Linked DNA regions of Macaca mulatta: region 2 is linked to region 1. A link is a contact called in public Hi-C data. All regions are on one chromosome and are shown on one strand. Each heading gives the region's core, a stretch centred on a gene start, on an enhancer-like site or on the middle of the called end of the contact. The rest is flanking DNA. Distances are from core to core; before and after follow the strand shown. Region 1 overlaps LOC114676844. Region 2 has its middle 330 kb from the start of USP25.

Region 1 (2,700 bases), core at 59-2,558:
GCATACAGACACACAGCGAGAGGCGAGGCAAAGCATCTGATGCTGACTCAGAGCGCTTCTGTGAGCAGGGGGTGGCAGCGGCTGGTATTTTCACTGCGCTCATCATTAACATTAACTCACAGTCTAGCATCCACCCTCTCCCAGACCTGCTGGACTGCAGCATTTGCATGACGCTGTCACTCTAGCCTTTGCAGGTCAGATGATGGAAGAAAAAAACAGAAAGAAAAGGAAAAAGCCTCAAGGCTGTCTCATAAGAAATGCCTTCATTTCTTCCAGGGTCTCCTCATTTTTTCCGCCTTTCTACTTCCTCCCTGGCTGTTTCTCAGTTGTTTGACATCTTTCCGGAAGAAACTGTCTTGTGCTTCATTGAGCCAGTCGCCAGCTGGTCCTCCCCTCACCTCACACTCCTGATCCCCACCCCTTTCCCCCGCTAATCAATAAGACGGATCTCCAAATGCAGTTGTGGAAACAGGCTCCGGCACAGTCTCATCCTGGATCCCCTACCTCAGGAAGCAGGCAGCCAGGCTCACACGTGATAGAGAGTAGTAATGCCAGCAATTCTTTAACAGCCCTAGACTGTATTCCATGCCTTCATTTTCCCCACCTTGGTCGAAGCAAGAGCAAAGGGGACTTTCCACTTCTATATGAAGCCCCCAGGCAGCCCAAGAGACACATGAGTGAGACCAATCTGTATAGATCAATCATTTCTATGTGATAATGAAAAAAAAAAACCCTATGATTTTAATAAAAGTAATTGCTTAATATTTTTATTAGCTGTGCTCTCATTTCACAGGAATTATAAGACCTGCCAGGATCTGAGTCATCAATATGATTTAAACTGTGTTGAAATCCTAAGTTGCTTAATAAAATCAACCAACAGAGATATTAGTATATTTTACTTTTTTTTAATTTAAGAACTTTTAAAATAATAACAAATAGCTGTGTGGCAGTGGATATGTAAAAGTCTTTGAGACTGAGACATGTTTGCAGCCTATAAATATGAACCATTGACCATATATGTTTAAATAAAATATGGATTCTTGTACATATGTGGAGACAACCTATTATATGTATTATTACAAAAGGAAGTAAAACATTTGACTGAACACAAATGTGTTTGTGCTACAGTGTTTCACAACACAAAAGGCAATATATAGGTATTTACTCAGTTCCTTTGTTCTTCAATTGCTCCCTTTAATGACAGAGTGTGGTAAACTGCCTACCTTTCCTTTCTACATGAACAGCATTTCTGAGTTACTTGCCAGACAGAGCTAGCCATCAGTGACTCTGCAGCATACAAGAAATACATACAAAGGGAAGCAAAGTACGGCAATTCTCAAGCCAACTCTAATGCTGTCTGGTGCTGTAGAAATTTCAGTTTATTCACACAGACAGATCCCAGCATGCAGTGCGGCACTGCAGGCTCAACTAAGGTAGCAGATTGGCAACAGATCTGTGGCAACAAACAAGAAGGACAACCATTCGCAGAGGTTCCAAAGAAAACATCACACAACCTATAAAGAGATAGAAGCATCGGTAGTAGGGTATGCATCTCTAAGATGAGTTCCTACAGGCTCCTGATTTGAAAGCAGAAGAATAAACCTCTCAAACGCAACAACAAAAATAGAAAAAGAAGTTGGCACCAGAAGGAAACAGAATTAAGAATATACTGTAATAAGAGAGAAAGGCAAGAAGGAAAATAATAACAGAGGGAAGAAGAAAGGGAAACACAGAAATGGGAAGAAGGAAAGGAAGAATGAAAAAGGGAGAGAAAGAAACAGATAGTGAAAAATCCCTAAGCATTGAAGCAACAATCAAATACGAAATTAAGTTTCTGACCTGGAAGAATAGGAATAGTATTCAACAAGCTTAGAATCTAATGAAAAACTAAAACAAAAATTAACGCATGTGCAGCATAGCTTAAAATACTTGCCATTAACATTGAGATTCCTGCTGACTTCTTCCTGTCCTATGTGGATTAAATAAATCGGTCATCTCTTAATCCCCCTTTGCTCAGACCTAACTTTTTTTTTTTTCTTTTTTAGCTCTTGGCATCTGTATCCTTTATGCTATTTATTTTTCTAGACAGTTGTCCACAATACTTTGGATAAATTAATGTCATGACCTTGCTATGGCTATCAGACATAAAATGTCGACTATTTTAATAATTGAACATGTGCTTACAGCAACTGCCTACTGATATCCCAGCTCTGTGGACTCCACACGAGCACTGCACTCCTAGCTCTGTGAATCAGAAACAACAAATGCAAATACAACTTTTTTTTCCCCCCTAATCCATGCTATCTCTCTATTACATACAGAGATAGACACACACACAGGCCTTAACTTTACAGAAGGCATAATGATATTAACTGAGGAGTTTAGAAAATCAAGAGGAATAAATATTTGCAAAAAAAAAAAAAAATCATACTTATAACTGAATGGCCACACATTTAAAATATTTATATCCAGATAGAGGTTAGCCAGGTCCGAGTACACAGGCTTCTGGTAGGATTTCCGTTAAGGCCAATGGGAATGCAGACTTGATGAAATCAATATTTATTTGAAAGAAGATGTTGTAATCAATGAGTTCAATTACCACTGTCATATACACAGGTTTAAGGTCTCTTCTAATTCTTAGCATCTTATCATCAACACAAAAGCATCCCTAAATCAGAGTTTATACTTTGACTGTGGCTA
Region 2 (2,700 bases), core at 144-2,643, 520 kb after region 1:
AAGGGCCATGGTTTCCCATCTAAATCCTTCATATGTTTTAAAAAGTGACTATGCCTATCATTGCACTCTCTAAGCTTCTTAAACGAATCATGCACTATTATGAAACCCTTGTCAATATTTTTTAAATTCCATGTTTTTGAATAATTATATTCAAAACATCCTTTTAAAAGAAAGACAACGAAACTTCACCTTCTCTGCTAGAAAACAGTGTGCCTTTAACGCAAATATGCAATAAAGATATGACTTAATAGAAATTGCATTGAAGTGTGACCCAGTTTTGCTCTCTGGGATTTTATAAAGCAACCTGAAATCTTCACATGCCACATGTTCCAGCCTCTTTAAGTTATCTATAGAACAAATGAATTTATCCCTGACAGCTAAATATAAATGTGCAACGCAAAATTGTATTTCCAAAGGTTTTCTGCAGACAAATGAACTCGTTTGTGAACATTATTTCATTTGATCTACTTTGGTTATGTAACAATCCCATAAATTTGCTAAAGGCATTACATTGCGAATGGAGACCAGGCATTTTTATAGAAACACTAAGGCAAATGTTAAATATTATACATTTTAAAAAACAAACTGTATAACGGCAATAAATTCTGAAATAATATGTAAGCTGGTCCCTTAACTTCTTTTCAAGCTGGTTCTTGTATTCAGTTTTTCTAGTAAATGGATGCAAATCAGGTGCATTGTGCTGGGGTGGGAAGGGGGAGATTTGTCCAGAAATGACCTCAGTTCTATTCATTAATAAAATGACAATGTTGGCCGAGAGCAGTGGAGAATGAAATATAACAAGAGTGAACTTTCCTCCATGTGACAGATGCACATAAGTGCTTTTTGGATAAAGCACTGTATGTAAAATGGCCACTGCAGCATAAAATCTGGAAACGTTAAAGGATGTTCTAAGACACAGATTGTTTGAAAAACCTGCAACTTCCATGGCAATGCACCCCTTATTCTCTGTTACCTTGTACAATTCTGAACCCCAACTTGGAGAAGCATGTATTCATTCATAAGAAGAGGGATCAGACAATATAAACAGAGGTTTGATGTTGTTAAGAATTTTTTTTTTAAGAAAGAGAAGATAATTTTTGCAAATTCAAAACAAAATAGAATTGTAACCGGAATCACTTTCAGTGACGGCAGACACCAATGGGGTAAAAAAAAAAAAAAAAAGGTAAAAGCCATCGGACAGAATGTAGCCACATTTTTGCATAGCGGTTTAAATTATGCCAGCAGAATAATTAATGGAAGGACCTAATATGGAAAGGGGGGGTGACAGGAAAGGGGGAAGGCTATGTTAAACAAAGTTCATTACTGCATGATGTAAATGAGTTTCTCACCAGTGATGTCACTGATTGGCTGAGCTGCAGAGCTGGCTTCGAGCATGGCCGGATTGGCTGCTAGCTCTTCTGGTGCCTGCCTGCTCGGGCAGCGGTTGAACCAGATACTTTCTGTCTCTCTTGTTGTCGTTTGAAGCAAATCTTGTTCAGCCCAGCTGTGTCTCCATAGTAGTGGCACCCTAAGAGAGAGTCTCCCTCCTGCTTCCCACAGCTCGTCTGTGAGGCGGTCGCTGCTGTGAAATACCAGCCCTTGGCACCAAGCCCAGACAGCGTTCTCAGATCCATCTATAACACACATACAAAAAGAAAAATAGGAAAAAAAAAGCAGTTCTTTCATCTGAATTGCATCCTAAGGAGGATTAAGAAGGCTTCTATTGCTACTGATTTGTGTTGCTTCAATTTGATGGTTAAAATAGTTTTTGAAATACAGTATCTTCTCATCTGCAGTAGAACACCATTGGTTAAAATTGGTTAAAAAGACGGGGGGAACCCCCCTCTCCCATGTTTACCTTGATTACAGAAAAATAATTCTTCATTTTCTTCCTAAGCACCGTAACTGATGTTTTTGGTCCCCTACCAGAATTTTAAACTCTCACCGGATTTCTAATTACAGCCGAGTCATTATTTTTCAGGTTAAGACAAGGGATCTTAATTAGCATTCTTTTTTAGCTATGCGAAATGAGACAGGGCATGAAACAGAAACGATCTATGGAGAGGCAGAGAGAGAGAAAGAAAAAAATCTGTGCAGCTTTTACAGTTGAGCCGACACCCCCTCCTTCCCCGCTCTCCCTCCACCCGCCTTGCAAAAAAGAATGCAGTCATATGAACTTTACCAGACAATGGAGTACCTACAGGCTCTCCCCTAGACAAGTCCTTTATAACCAGCCAGTGCTATGTGCTGCAGACAGTGGCCAATCGGCAGGCTCCTTTCTGCAGCCGGGACACAATAGGTGCATTGGCCACACTGTCTTCCTAGACCCTGACAGCAGTTCAGGTTCATTTATTGTACACTGGAAGGCACATATGTCTTTAATATTCACTGCGAAATTATCAGTGCGACTGCCTTTATTTCACCATAATTACATCAACCTAATTACCGCGCCCAAGCTGCAATAGCACTGTTTGCACAGAGTGGTGCATAGCCATGCATGCCGTAAAAATATGCATGGAAATGCTTGCTTATTTCAATAATAAAATCCGCCAATTTTCTTCCCACAGCTTCCTCCAGAATACTTCAGTGGAATATAGCCATCGCTTTTCCCCTTCAAAAGAAAAAAAGCATGTGTGTGTGTATAATATATATATATACACACACGTACATACATATACAAATAATACATATTATTTAAAC

What was found. A called contact is a pair of places that touch in the nucleus more often than the background predicts.
Region 2: a Hi-C map of fetal cortical plate shows a contact between it and region 1, with 2.3 times the contacts expected there. The contact joins two enhancer-like sites. A contact is called at or near these places in 2 of 14 Hi-C or Micro-C datasets (fetal cortex germinal zone and fetal cortical plate).

Annotation. Positions count from the first base shown.
Region 1 is chr3:31,130,738-31,133,437 of T2T-MMU8v2.0, forward strand. The region is part of intron 4 of LOC114676844; the gene reads right to left. Among named protein-coding and RNA genes, the nearest start is that of MIR125B-2, 2.9 kb to the left of the region's middle. Within about 2 kb of position 1,309, at least 9 of the 40 cell types and tissues checked have an H3K27ac peak or open chromatin away from gene starts, as enhancers often do. A contact at or near this core is called in fetal cortical plate, where this site is marked.
Region 2 is chr3:31,649,343-31,652,042 of T2T-MMU8v2.0, forward strand. No RefSeq gene overlaps it. Among named protein-coding and RNA genes, the nearest start is that of USP25, 330 kb to the right of the region's middle. Within about 2 kb of position 1,394, at least 19 of the 40 cell types and tissues checked have an H3K27ac peak or open chromatin away from gene starts, as enhancers often do. A contact at or near this core is called in fetal cortical plate, where this site is marked.